Linked DNA regions of Mus musculus: region 2 is linked to region 1. Evidence: chromatin contacts called from public Hi-C data. All regions are on one chromosome and are shown on one strand. Each heading gives the region's core, a stretch centred on a gene start, on an enhancer-like site or on the middle of the called end of the contact. The rest is flanking DNA. Distances are from core to core; before and after follow the strand shown. Region 1 overlaps L3mbtl3 (L3MBTL3 histone methyl-lysine binding protein). Region 2 overlaps Arhgap18 (Rho GTPase activating protein 18).

What was found. Hi-C and Micro-C count contacts between places; a contact is called where the count stands out from the background.
Region 2: a contact with region 1 is called in a Hi-C map of liver, with 3 times the contacts expected there. The contact joins two enhancer-like sites. A contact is called at or near these places in 5 of 39 promoter capture datasets (the C10 cell line, the HPC-7 cell line, cranial neural crest and 2 more) and 2 of 484 Hi-C or Micro-C datasets (bone marrow-derived macrophages and liver).

What each region holds. Positions count from the first base shown.
Region 1 is chr10:26,349,908-26,357,861 of GRCm38.p6, forward strand. It overlaps L3mbtl3 (L3MBTL3 histone methyl-lysine binding protein), which reads right to left. Exons shown (of 22, transcript NM_001359254.1): 2 at 2,352-2,468. The coding sequence starts at 2,453. Among named protein-coding and RNA genes, the nearest start is that of L3mbtl3, 20 kb to the right of the region's middle. Within about 2 kb of position 1,449, at least 12 of the 459 cell types and tissues checked have an H3K27ac peak or open chromatin away from gene starts, as enhancers often do. A contact at or near this core is called in liver, where this site is marked.
Region 2 is chr10:26,852,689-26,860,163 of GRCm38.p6, forward strand. It overlaps Arhgap18 (Rho GTPase activating protein 18), which reads left to right. Exons shown (of 15, transcript NM_176837.2): 4 at 2,186-2,249. Among named protein-coding and RNA genes, the nearest start is that of Arhgap18, 84 kb to the left of the region's middle. Within about 2 kb of position 3,348, at least 27 of the 459 cell types and tissues checked have an H3K27ac peak or open chromatin away from gene starts, as enhancers often do. A contact at or near this core is called in liver, where this site is marked.

The sequences.
Region 1 (7,954 bases), core at 199-2,698:
TCCAGATTTCTTAGGGATGGGAACTCCCCTTTTGCCAAAGGCTAACTAAAACAAAGTTATAAATTTCATCGTGTACCTGACATATAAAACATATCATGTATGAAAATGCAGGAGAGTAATTTTCATAATATAGTCAGAGAATGCGCAACTTGTATCAGTTTGCAGTCTTTCACCATCACCGCTGTCTCACACCTGTGAGTTTATGGATTCTGTCGACTCCCATTTTTTCAGATAAAGCTTACAACATGTAAGGGTTTTAGAGACTCTTCCATAGGTTTTACTTTATTGTTAATTGTGTCTATGTGGCAAGGATGGAGGGAGGGGCTGTGAGTATAATTACCCTTAGAGTTCATAAAGATCCCCTGGCACTGGCTTTACAGGGAAATGTGAGCTGTCCAGTCAAACCAGAGTCAGGTCCTACCAAAGCAGAACATGCTCTTAACTGCTGAGCTACCTCTGCAGTCCCTGACGTTAGGCAACTGGACAAAGGTCACATGCTAACATATGGCTGACATGATTGGAGCTTGAAAAATAGCTTTTTTTTTTTCTATTTAAATGCTATCAGCTTTCTTTGCCCACCACAAGTCACACAGGTGGCACCTGCAGAATGTCAGAACAGCTTGAGTCCCATTTGTTCTTGTATTTACTTCCTTTACTGCAGAGCTGTCATGACCCAGAAGAATTAACTAAGTCTATAACTTCTCATCACACAAAACCAAAACTGGAAACATCTTCTTTTTAATGATTTTGAGTGGATACAAAGTGTGTGTGCATACTTATGAGTGCCATATGCTATTCCCATATACATACACAATATGTAATGTTCAGATGGGGGAATTAGCATTCCTACCTCCTCAAACATTTCTATTTCTACATAATAAAAACCTTTGAAATCTTCTTTCTTAGTTATTTTACAGTAGATCATATATTACTTTAGACTCCTGTTACCCTATGGTATAAAGGACTGCCAGAATTTAATAGTTCTAACTATATGTTGGTACTCTTTTAAAAATAGCTTCTCCAGATTTCCCTAACCCTCACTGGAATGGTTTTGTTTCCCTAATCGCATACACTGGCTCTTCGGCTCAATTAAGCCTAAGCCAACCAAAATCTCAAACATTTTTCCAACGGCAGGCAGATGTTTAAATTGTACCCTTGAGGATCAGTGAGGGCAGGGACTGGGCTAAGATATTTGTCAGGCAGCCATCAAAAGGATTAGATTTCAAGAAGCCTAAGTTAGGGGCAAAATTTTCGATTTGAGGCAGCACAGAACAAGTCTTATAGAGACAGGCCAAGTGACAGCCTGTTAGAGATACAGGAAGTTCAAACACCTGAGAGACTGCATACAAACACAAAGTTTAAAAGGCCACAGGCCACAGACAGGTTCAAGGTCCCAAAGACAGGATCAGAGCAAAAATCACACTAGAAATGAGAAGCAGGGGCCGATGGGAGCTTGCACAACTGTGTTCCATGGAGCAGCAGAGATGGCCCTAACGCAGGCTCAGTAGAGCAGGAGACTCACGGTGGGCTAGCACATACACAACGGGGCAGACTGAACGCCATGAAAAGTAGAGATTCACAGTGGGGCTAGCACATATACAGTGAGCAGGCTAGTTGGCAGACTGACCCGTGAAGAGTGGAGACACACAGTAGGTTAGCACATAGACAGTGTGTACACTGAGCCATAAAGGCTGGAGACACATTGTAGGCTAGTATATATACAATGAGCAGACTGACCCATGAAGAGTGGAGACATACAGTGGGCAGACTGGACCCCATGAAGAGTATGCTGGTGAACAAGTGGTTATACAAAATTCTTATTTATAGCATAGTAAATAGTTCTATCGATTCAAAGTTTTCATTTTTTTTTTATCCAGCTTCTATATAAGGACACTAGGACCCAGGGAATGTGGTCCCCCAAAGCCATTACTAAAATATACAAAAAGCTAGACTTTCTAGGTCTGGCACTGCCATATATATTGGCTATCATCATCATAGAACAAAACCAGACGATCCTCCTCAAAGGTCTTGATGGCTTCCTCAGATTAAGAGCATACTGAAACTATTCTTCAGACCCCTAGCCCAAGGGGTAAAACCCGGCAATCCATCAGTATTATAAGGTAGCTTGCAAATTTACTACAGAATACCACATACTGTATGAAGCCAGAACACTCTATTTACTGCTTTGAATTTTTGTTTCATGTATATACGTTGAAGTACATTGTTTCATGTATTTCGTTGTAAAACAAGCTGACTGCAGATACAATAAATAAATAAATAAATGTACTTATTTACACCTTTTATTATATATATACACACACACACACTTGTGTATGATAAAGAAAGCCTACCTTTAAATCACTCCCTGGTAGGGTACCAACGCCATCCTTCCAGTCCATAACACTAAACACATCAAACTCTTGACCACTTGTGCTAGATGCAGATTCAGTCATGATTTATTGTGTAACCTGGAAGAAGGGAGAGAGAGTATAAATACTTCACATGCACACTGATTTAGTTATCATTATCACGTCTGCTTCCTTTACTTTCTTCACTTTCTTGATTCATCCATCTAAAAACAACCGCTCCAAAGCATCGTGAATGGGGCTGAGGATAGAGACCCTGGGAGAGTACTTGCCCAGCAGGTTTCAGGCCCTCCAAACCCTCTATAGATTACATTTCTGTTTTACTTTGTGGTGTTAGAAACTGCAGCTAGCATTAAGAGAAGCACTCACTCTACACGCCACCCCCAGAGCTATACCACTTTTTTCCAGAGCATGAGCATCTCCACCTTTTCATTTAAACAATTAACATTCTGTTTTGCATTAATCAAGTCACCAACAGCATTGCTATTGCAGCTGGGCCAATGTGAAGTAAACGAGGTTTACTTGAAAATAAGCATTGTGAACTTGGACAGTCAATCTGATAACTGAGATGACAGTCACCAAGTACCTAGCAGGCGGGGAGGGGCTTGTGCACACACTACAGGCTCACTAGATCCAAAGTGGACTCACTCCTGAGTAGAGTTGAGTGAAACACTCTGTGACTTCACACGACTCGGGACCACGTCAAAACTCACAGATTGTTTGCTTCTGGACAGTTCCATTTAATATTTTTGAACAGCTGACCTCAAGTAACTGAGTCCTGTCCTAACTATACTCTCAGAAAATGGAATTTTCTGAGATAAAGGAACTACAAAATAAAATGTGGATTTAAAAGACACCATTTTTGAATCTATTATTCTGTATTAGTCTATTGTATTAATCTATATTAACCTACCAATTACATGTCTGACCTACTAGCACAGCAAATGTGAATGTGATTTTTCAGAACGAAATCAAGTTTGTTTGATCCAGCTGAAACACTTACTATGATACTAACAAGGTTCCTAACAGCCAAGACTTTGCCAAGGACATGGACTAGTGACAGGAATGAAAATGAAGTGTTTTAAACTTAATGAAATATGACAACAGTTGGAAGATTTACATAGTTCATTGGAAAAATGTTCTCCAAATGACTAAGGTATAGCGTTACAACAGTAAGCCCGGGAGGGATTGGTTCCAACTCTCAGATGAATAAATTTTAACAGAGGGCGAAACCTCAGTCATCAGGTTTCTAACTGCACACCAACCCACCTTTAGGGTAGACTGCCCCTTGTGGAGTTTTGCTGGGACATCAAAGATTTCCACCATTACTGAAAGAGAAGCAAAATCTCTCTCTCTTTTCCAACCCTGTCTCTACATAAAACCAGACCTTTTTCATATACTTTAGCCAAAACAACAGCCTGGAATAGATGAAAGGCAGGCGAAGTGGTAAGAATCCAGCTATCGCTCTTAAAGTCAGACATTAGAAAGGTTTGCCCAAGTACAAAACTACATCAACTTCTCCCATTTACAACTACTATTATTGTATATTTGCTACCTTTCATAAAAATTGTGTTTATGTATATTATCATACAGCAAGTTATCATCATACAGCACTAGTTTGGCAGGAAGGTGTGAATCTCTGGGTAGCCTGCCATCGCAGGAATCTCTCAGCCTCTCAGCAGGTAGCAGTGTCTTGAGGAACGGCTCCAGAGTGACAGAACAATAGAACCATCTAGGTGGGAAGGCTCTACCTCAGGTGGTCTCATTCTCAGTGGAGCAAGGTCTGAGCCAGTCTGCTCAAGGCTGTGGGAGGCTACAACTTCTCCCGTTTACGACTGCTATTATTGTATATTTGCTACCTTTCATAAAAAATTGTTTATGTATATTATCATACAGTAAGTTTACTATCATTATTTTTAAGTAAGTAATCAATCAGCCTATTTTTAACACAGTAAGTATCAATATGCATAGAATATTAGAAAAAATAACTACTTGGGTTTTCAATAACTAAGATTTGAGACCAAAAAGCCTAAAAGTGGCTGCTGTCCAGAACAATCGTTTGCTTCCCCCATAGAGAAGAAATGGGGGGCGGAGTTCACAACCGGGAGCTGCACATGGAAATTAGATCTAAGCATATTTACAAGAAGACATGGTACCCAGTCACGGGGCACCAACTCGCAAATCACAAATTATTAAGAAAAACATTACTGGACAGAGTATTAGAGGAACACTGCTTTTCTTTTTTAAAGGTGGGATGATAGGCAATAGTAAATATTTTTATTTTATTTATATTTTATGTGCATGCATTGTGTGTGTATCTGTTGAGGCACCTGCATGCCAGAGTGCACATATGGAGGTCAGACATTAACTTGAAGGGACTCAGGTCTCTCCTTTCATCATGTGGGTTTGAGGGTTGACCTCGGGATATCAGATGCAGAGGTATTGAGCCACCTCTGGCCCATTTTGATTTGGTCAAGAGACAGAGTCCTGCAACTATGCCAGCCTCAAACTCATGAGTCTTCTGTCTCTACTTCCGATGTGCTAGGATTACAGGGACATTCCACCAAGCTAGGGAGTATGTGGTTTTTTGCTTTTTGTTTCTAAATGGAAAGCTCTTTTTATATTTTAGTGATTCAGACAAAAATGGATAAGTAAAAAGGCATATGAGAAATTTGTCTTCAACTAATCAGTGGAACTCAAGTGGCCAGATAAAATTAGTGTGCTGGGAACTGTCCAACTGTAGGTCAGATCTTTGGTGAATCATGTATGTTCTTGATCTTACATATTTTCAAGTTGTTTTTGTTTTTTTTTTTTTCTTTAGACAGAATATTGTTGTGTAATATGCTGTTCAAAACTTGGAATGAAGCTTAGGCTGGCCTTGATTTTATCCTCCTGCCTCAGCCTCCCAAATGATGAAATTACATGCTCACACCATGATGCCAGGCTCAAGACTTCGCAAGTTCGTCTTTCAATGTCATGCGCATTCCTAAACAGTCTGTAGAAACTCTGTGCTTCTTTGAATGAGAAACTTTCTTCCTTTGAGAATTTCCAGATGTGCCATTGTTCTTTCTCCCCCTCATTGCTTTAAATAAAATATCAACCAAAAGATATTTCTCAGTGTGTGAAGTGTCCATCACAAGGACCGAATTATACATTACTAAGACTTAATCCTCAGAGCAGGAGAGGTCAGGGGACAATTATGTGAGGGAAATTGAAAATATTAAATGAGTTAAGATTTTGTTTCTACTGCTGTAATAAAACACCATTACCAAAACCAACTCATGGAGGGCAGAGTTTATTTTATCTTACAACTCTCAGGACAGTCATCACTGAGGGAAGTCTCGGCAGGAACTCAAGGCAGGAAACTGAAGCAGAGAGCTCGCAAGACTGCTGCTTCCTAGCCTAGCTTATGCCTCATGGTCTGCTTTCTTATACTATATATTATAGGACCACAGGCCCAGGGGGAATACTGCTCCCAGAGGGCTAGGCCCTCCAACACCAATCATTAATCAAGAAAATGCCCTACTGACAATAAACAAGCCAGGAGAGACTGGTACTTCAGTGGTGAATGAATCCTCGTTCATGAAACGGACTGGATCTCGATGACACTGGCAGTGTTGTAGAAGAGTGGTACTGATAGAACTTGACACCCCTGCTGGGTAAACAGTGAGTAACCAGGGTGTTTGGCCTTCCCCTACCTAAGGCCGGCAGGCAGGCACAAACATCCCAGCACTAGAACCTGCTTGGCACTCTCCAAGAGCTGTGGCAAATGTTCACTGTGGACTTTATGAAATGCGTAAATGTGCTTCTGCTTTAAGACACCAATATTACACAGTGAACTCAGCCTGTAAAGCCCCAGCAAAACTGGTAAACACTGTTCCCATCCACTGCCTTCACGCTCAGGTCCATGGATGTGTCCTCTGAGCCGTTATAGTAAAGGACATTCACTACACTGTCTTTCCTAACATCTCCATCTGAAATCACTGGCTACTTTGTCACAGAAGTCTGAAGAGCTACAACAGATGAAGTGTTTTCCCACCAGCAGCAACACTGTATGGAAAGCTGTTTATTTTATGGCACCCAAGTCTTTCTTGTTTAATTCTTCCCCTGTGCACATGGACACAAACACACAAACACACAGAAGACTTTACTTCTTGTTCCTGCCATGTATGTCAGGAGTCAGAAGGTACCATAGAGCCATATAAGCCACAAACAGCATCTCATGGTGCCAAAATGCCGGTCTCAAATCTCTTGGCAAATAATGCTGAGATTCCCTAAGAAAGTACCATAAAGGTGCACCCATGATCATGCTACCAGGAAAGAGGCAGTATTTCCTCCCGAATCAGTCCCTTTTCATGCTTTCCAGCCACAAATGATGTCAGATAGGGCAGTTTGGGTGATCAGAGGGTCAACAAGTAAACCAGTGCAACTTTTGATTCCCAAAAGTATACGTGCCCACGGGCAGTGGTAGCACACGCCTTTAATCCCAGCACTCGGGAGGCAGAGGCAGGTGAATTTCTGAGTTCGAGGCCAGCCTGGTCTACAGAGTGAGTTCCAGGACAGCCAGGGCTATACAGAGAAACCCTGTCTCAAAAAAAAAAAAAAAAAGAAAGAAAGAAAGAAAGAAAGAAAGTATATGTGACCTCACTGACCATGGCCGTTAATCACCAATGGTACTGTCTCCCAGTGCTCTCCTGCCAGCTAGAATGGTACAGCAAACAAATGGTATGGGGCACTATCCTCAGACACACACACTCTCTCTCTCTCTCTCTCTCTCTCTCTCTCTCTCTCTCTCTATCTCTATATCTCTCTCTCTCTCCACACACACACATACACACTTCCTTTTCTCCAAACCAAAGCTATTCAACTTGACCCTCCCTTGAGAGCATCTCCCTATTAAATGGACCACCTCACATTCTCAAGTTAACCAAGTCTCTGGTAGCCCTGACTAATGAACCCTCCCCACATGATGTTAATAGCACTGTCCCATTAGATGTTAATAAGACCAGATTGTTTTTCCTTTGTTTTTGATTATTTTGGGAGGAGTGTATGTTCAGTGCTTCTATGTAGGCAAATCTGTCTTCAAGTAGCATCACACACTCAGAAAACCCATGTGAGGAGACTGAGGAGATAACTCAGGCATAGAAAGCCCAAGACAAAGCAAACAAACAACAAATATTTTATGTTATGAAGCTGAAGGTGGTTGGGCCTCTAATAATCATTGTAAGTTAAAAGTACTATGAACTAACAACCCAGACTTTATCCTCCAACTCAGGAAGTCTGCTTCTAGAAAATGATCCTACTAGATACTCGTGTGTGTGTGTGTGTGTGTGTGTGTGTGTGTGTGTGTGTGGGTTCTTCGTAGGTAGAGAGTTACAACAGTTCAATGCCATGGCATAAAATGCCACAGGGAAAGGCAAAGAGGAAACTCCATTCTAATGTAGAAATAATTCAAGATAGAATTAATATGACTAATTTTAAGCAAAGTACAAAAATGCTGCGCTACCATTTGTATAAAACCAAAGGAGATATGGAGTATGTCCCCTGTATGTACATAAGTTATGTTTAGAAGGATCGGTCAGCAACTG
Region 2 (7,475 bases), core at 2,098-4,597, 500 kb after region 1:
CATCTCTAAGGTGTCATGGCTCCTGGCAACAATTCCTTTAGAGAAAGAAAAGAATTACCTTCAATATATCACTGCTTATTGCCAATTGCTTTTAATTTATCTCACATTTCTTCTTTAAGCAACCTATTTTGCGTGTGCATACTTGTATATATGGGTGTGTACACACATTTGGAGGCCAGATGTCGACACTGAGTGTCTTTCACAATCACTTTCCATCTTATTTTTAGGGATAGAATCTTTCACTGAAGCCAAAGCTGTCCAATTTGGCTAGCATGGCTGGCCGAAAGCTTGAGGAATCTACCTGTGTCTACCAGATGCATACTTCCCTGCCCAGGTGTTTTCATGTCTGCTGGGTTTGAAGTTGGGTCTTCATGTTTGTGGTTCTATAGGCCAGGTGTATACCCTGCATGCCAGGTTTGAACTTGGGTCCTCATATGTAGCTCAGGTGTCTACATGCATGCTGGGTTTCAGCTTTGAATGTTCATGTTTGTGTTTGTATAGCAAGCACATTACTCTTTGACCTATCTCATATTTAAGATTGCCAGTTATTTGTTTGTTTATTAGAAACACAGTTTCTCCATGTAGCCCATTCTAGCTTTGAACCCATTATATCACCAAGACTGGTTTCAAACTCATGAGAATCCTACTGCCTCAGTCTCCAGAGTTCTGAGAATGCAGACAGGAACTACCATATTTGGTTGGTCACTTTTTTTTTAAAGGTTTTTCATTTAAATTCTAATGTATTAGCTAGTACTTTTGTTTGATAATAGAATTGTTAAGCTAAAATCCACATATCATATGATCACGCAATAAAGCATAGACCTCAACCTGGGAATGATTGCCTGCGTGATGTGGGCCAGATGACAGAGTAAAAAACTGTATCAACAACAATAAGAACAACAAAAAAATTGAAGTCGTTTTCTTCATGAGTGCAGTAACTGTTTAGCCACCCATGTTCCAGTAATAACTCCCCACCCATTCTTATGCAAGGGACCCCAATTAAACTTGTAGGCCATTCCTCTCCCCAAAAGTAGACATGAAGAGGGATCAAAAAAGTGTTCCATGAGAGCAAGGGACATTAGGAGAAAGTATTAAGGATTGCTGAATATGATTAGAATATAATGCATGTGTAAATTTATAAAAAGTAAATATTTTCACAGTCAGCTATTGGATGGATCACAGGGTCCCCAATTGAGGAGCTAGAGAAAGTACCCAAAGAGCTAAAGGGAACTGCAACCCTATAGGTGGAACAACAATATGAACTAACCAGGTCCCCCCCCCCCCGCCCCCAGAGCTCTTGTCTCTAGCTGCATATGTATCAAAAGATGGCCTAGTCGGCCATCACTGGAAAGAGAGGCCCATTGGTCATGCAAACTTTATATTCCCCAGTACAGGGGAACGCCAGGGCCAAAAAGTGAGAGTGGGTGGGTAGGGGAGTGGGAGGGAGGGTATGGGGGACTTTTGGGATAGCATTGGAAATGTTTATGAGGAAAATACCTAATAAAAAATATTAAAAAAGAAAAAAAAAGAACTCTAAGCCTAAAAAAAAAAGTAAATATTTTAAAACTAATAAAAAAGAGGTGTATAATCCAGTGATTTCTGCCATCATTACAGTCAACTAGGACACATTTTTATTACATGTCCTGCAAGGAACGCGCATACCCATCAGCAACTACTTCCTATACTGTCCTGAATACTCAGGCAAACGTGGATCTCTGTGTGATTTACCTGTTCTGGACTTTTCAGATAAATGAAATCATAATATACATGGCTTTTGGTGATTTTTCCTTATAGTATAGTGTTCATTAATGCCGAAGCATGTTTTTGGACTTTATTTTTGTTGTTGTTAAATACTATGTCATGGTTTGAGTAAACCACATATATCTACTCACAGCTGGATGTTGCTAATATTTCATCTAGATAGTGGTGTTTCAGATAACAGGGACACTCTTGGCCTCTGTCCTGTTCCCAGTTGTGTTTGGTGTGTGTCTCACAGCCATGAGTAATCATACACTTGTTGGACGATTGGCTATTGGTCACTGTGGCACTCTGTTCGCTGCCTGTGACGTGTATAAGTTTGAGTTCATTTCTTGTTCTCTGAAGGTTATAATGGGATTATTTACAATACTGTTTTCTCTATTTGTGAGTTCTCTCAATGACTAAGTGGCTCCTCCTCTCTGTTCAGCCTCCAGATGACTCAGACTTGCGGTCAGTCAGAACAAACGAAAACAAAGGCCAAGGAAAAGATGGTATGTTGGACTTGTACTCCTGGTTGTCTTTTTAATTACTGTAATAAATACTTACAACTCTAACATATTCCCTTCAATTCTACTGAGAAACTTCTATGAAAGTACTAATGTAATGAATGATTTTGAATAGAGTTGGCCCTTTATCATTTTTCCCATCTGATCTCAATGTACATATACATCTTCATGAATGCTTATCATATTCACAGTGGCATGCAGAGCTTTTTGCTTCATTCAGCATACTCAAGAATTATTCCTGGCTAATAACATTTTACAGATGAAAGACCTGACTTGGAAAGCCATGCTTCCCACACCATGCCTCTGGACTGTGGAGTTAGTGCCCTGTTCATGAAAAAGCTCTAAATTCATAAATGGTTTTGTTTTCAGAAATTTTAGAGAAACCTATAAGAAAAAGAGATTATCTTTTAAAAAATGAATTACAATTCTCCTTTTCATGCATTTCACATTAAACATTTATTTCAGAGATGAATTAGAAATCAAAATGAATACAAAGATTCTATTAAGCACCATGGAGAAAAAGTTTACCGTTCTTGTGTTTATAAGAAGGGAAAGCATTCTTAGTTCAGGCTTAAAACATGAGTCTACTAGCTACTTAAACACTGACACAGATGAACTGTGCATTTACATTCTCAACTTAGTATCTGAGGTATTTGTACATCACTGTATGGCCTTGGGCTTTCAAGTAGCAGGGTGAAGGAATGGCTGTCAGATAAACTAGAGGCCCTAAGAGCATTCCGAACCTTTGTCTAGAAATCCCTCTTTAGGACAGAGGTATATGAGGAGGTTTAGAAATCTGAGAACATGTCTAACATCTTTGTTTATTTAGAATTTTCTCAGTACTTCTCTCCTGTATCACCACATAAAAAAATAACAGCATACACACATCATGAGTGTGAGCACACATACATATATGAGCACCACATTTCTGAGTACACACACACACACACACACCACACTCACCCCTATGAAAACACTCTTTTCTGTCTCTTCTGTGGAGCCCTCTGTAGCAACATGTGCTGTATCAGAATGAACCACTGTGTATCAGTATTTCCCCCTGTCTGTGTGCCAGCAGACACTGAAGTGGCACGCAGGCTGGCAGCGCCAGACTTAGCCTGCTGGAGAGCTGGGTCCTCAGAGACACAGACAGATCTTTTGTGCCAGTGTCAATATGCTTTGGAGAAGAGTGACTGCCAGTTGCTTAACAGATATTGAGGAGAACATTGTCCTTTCTTCGTGTTTCCGTCTCTTGCCAGACATCATAATGTAGGCTATAGCAACAAAGGTTCTGTGAGACAAGTCTGTTATATGAGCGCTCTCAGGCTGAGATTGCAGTGGGCAAGAGAGATGTGACAACTTGTAGCCCGATTTATATCTGTTTCTGCTGGAAGGGTAAACAGTAGGAAGCAAGCTGCCAGGCAAGTCACCAGGTAGCTATTGCTACATCAGTTTGGGACAGGGCCCACTCGTTTGCTTATCATGAACTAATGGCGTTTCAAGCACTTTGGAAAGTTCAGAAAGAAATTGTCCTAGATTTATGCCAGTCTTTGTTGTTGTGATAAAACTATTCAAAAGCAGCTCAAGGGAAGGAAGCCCTTATTTGGCTTGCATGTGACACAGTCCATCATCCAGGGAAGCCAAGGCAGGACCACAAGCAGAGACCAGAGGGGGATGGTGTGGTTTTTGTCTTCCTCCCAGGATCAGAGGAAGCTATGTTTCTTATTCAAGTTGGGGACACCTACCAAGGGATTGTACTGCCAACAGTAGGCTGAATCCCCCACATCCATTAGCAGTCAAGGAAATGTTCCACAGGCCAACCTGATAGAGGCAATTCCTCAATTCAGGTTTCCTCTTCCCAAGTGTGTTAAGTTGACAATTAAGGTTAGCCATCACCTATAGGCAAGGAAACATTATCCGGAGATTGTAAAGCCAGGCTGGTTCTGGTTAAATCTGAAAACACCAGTGTCTAATGTAAATGTTTTATCTATACTTGACTTTTTATTCATCCAGAAGTACGTGTTTGAGGGCTGGAGAGGTGGCTTCAGCAGTTAGGAGCACCCTGGTTCCATTGACTGGACCCACAACCATCTGTAACAACAGTTCCATGGAGTCGTCTGGTCTCTTCAGCGCACTGCATACATGTGGTGCACAGGCAAACACACACAAAACACCAATACAAATAAAATTAAAATAGACCTTTAAAAAGAATTTCAAATTAAAAACTAGTAGACTTTGAATGCTGCAAGTACTGTCACATTTCACATTAATCTACATTCTTCACTTTTCATAAAACTACACACCTCTATGAAAGGCCCGTTACTTGTACTTATTTATATATATTAATTAATATTTACCATTTTTCATAGTGATCTATATACTTTTAATTTGTATTTCTATGAGAGAAGAAAAGTATTTTTTTTTAAAAAATAGATATTTCTATTATTTTGGATAACTGGACAAAATTTTTTTAAAGGAATTATATAACTTAGACTTGTTGCCTTCCTCAAAATCAGAAAGGACTGGGGGATGGTTCAATCACTAACGAGCTTGCAAGTAAAATGCTGCCCTTACAAGCATATGAGCACTTGTGTAAGGTTCCCACAGACTATATAGAAAAGCCAGATATACACAATGCTCCACATACATGTGTACATATGTGTGAGTCCATGTGCACAAATGAATGGATACATATAAACATAGAAAAGAGGAAATTGGACTATAGAAATTATATGCACTGGGAAGGCCTAGACGTGTGGGTCCCTAGGTTTGCTACCGGCTATTAATTAAACTCTAGGCCAGTGACCCCAGGACACTTGTCCCAAGAGTAAAGCAGACAGAGGTGAATGACATTCAGGTTTTCCTCTAACCTCCACGCACATGTGCACACATCTGTGAGTCTACTCATGCTAGCCCCTGTATTCGAGCATACACACCCAGACACACACACACACACACACACACACACACACACACACACACACAAGGATACTAGAGTAAAGAAATTATATTATGTACACTTGTGGGCTTAACAGGCAAGGAATTCATCCTTTAACTTCTCCGTATGGGTATGATGGAGCCAGCATTTGTCTTAGCCACATCGCTGTCTATCTCTAGCAGCGACCACTGTCACCCACAGTTATTTTCTCTGTCCCCTCCCTGAACTTGGTTTCGCATTTGAACTGCGGTTTGCACAGTTTGTGCTTTTTGTTCTCGTTGCCCTGTTTTCTGGAGGAAATCAATTTGTTTTAAGTGTGTTCTGCATGACTCCAGTTTGGATTCAGCACAGCATGTTTATTTTGGTCTGCACGAGGAGGGTATGATTATTGTAACTGACATCGAAGCATTGAAGAGAATCATTTCTAAATTCTTGTCCACTGACATCCAGCAGCTGAAAGTAGCTTCTAATTTACAAAAATGGCTAATCATTTTTTTTTCATTGAATGGTTTCCTAGGAAACCAATAATGTATTCACAGCAAAACATATAACCATATAAACTAATGGGAAAATAAAATTAGTATTTGTTTTGACATTTACGATACTTTAAAAATTAATCATAAAAGTTATTAAGTATTCTACTTAAAATTGTCACAGACTATTGAAAAACATAGATGGGAGCAGATAATACCATCACTGAGTTTTCTACTTGACGTGGGCACATGTTTGCATGCTCGCCTAACTAAAAGCTTGCCTGAAAGCCAGCTAAGCTGGCTCACACTGAAAATCTAGGCTTTCTGTAGGTTTCACCTTTGCTATAGAGAGGCATTTAAACAAAGGCAAGCCCTTACTGAGCCCCATGTGGCTGTGCTGCAGCACGGTCATGAAGCTGGCTCTGCTCCATAGTCGGGATGAACAAAATGGGATTCATATCTAATTCTTAATTCTATTTTGATTGGAACAAAAGGATTTTTTAAAATGTTTTATTAAGCATTGACAAAAATTGTTCTGAGCAGTGGCCTTTAAATGATATATATATACCCCTGGATTTCTGACATGTATTTATTACATGTTTAAAACTAATTGCGTCTTGTATCTTTTTGTCTTACAGTGTGCAATATTAGTAGGCAAACAAACAAAGCACTGGGTTTGGTTTTGGTTTTGGTTTTGTTTTGTTTTGGTTTGTTTGAGACAAGGTTTTCGTTTTGCTCAGCCAGCAAAGTAAATCACTGTTTGGATTGGAAGCAAGAACAAATCATTCTCAGGTGTGAGTTTACTTATTTATTTGGGGTTTATTAATTTTGTTTGTTCACGATTGTGAATTACATACTGTGTATCAGTATGCCTACTATTATTGTGTATATGTATGGTGCATGTGTGTGTGTAAATGTACATGCTGCCGTGCACATGTGGAGGTCAGAAAACAACTTTCTTGAGTTATTTACTCTTGTGAACACGTATGATGCGTGTGTGTGTTTGCGTATGTCTGTGTAGACATGCAAATGCTATCATCCACATGTGGAGGTCAGAGAACAACTTTCCTGACATAGTTCTCTCCTACCCCTCGCTGTCCGATCCAGGGAAGGAACTTGGCTTATGAGGCTTGCATGGCAACGCCTTTGCTCTCTCAGCCACCTGGCCAGCCCTACTTTTGTGTTTGGAGACAGATTATCCTAGCCCCTGTGGCCTCAGAGTCACCATGTAGTTGAAGATGACCTTGAATTCTTGATTTCTTAGCTTCCCTCCTCAGTGCTGGAGTCACAGGGATGAGCCACCATGACAGGCTCTCTCTTTTCAGTTCATGGCATCTTATTATAAATTATTATAAATCAGTGTTTGGTAATGGAAAGCAATACCAGTGTTCATGCTAGCAGTTTTCTAAAGTGAGTTGTAAGAAAAGAGAAAAATTTACCAAGGCAATTTGGAAGTGTGTTCTTCCTTCCCAGTAGCTGTTGTTTTTATCAAAGAAAAAATTTCAACATTAATTACTTCCTAGAGGATCAGCAGCAAACAAAATAAAAAGGACCAAATAAAAATTTGAAACTGCTGATGGCAAATACCCACAGCTTCTTTGACTCACACTGGAAGAGGCTTCTATGCTCTTTAATAAAATCAGGTACAAAACCTGTTGGTTCTTGTACCAGGCACCTCCAGAGCCCACTTTCGGAGTGATGAGTTGTTGGCATCAGCTGTTGTTTTGGAATTTTTACCATGCTTCATAGGTAACATTCCAGGGCATGGAGGAGGCCTGCTCTGAGATGTATTCCACTCTGAAG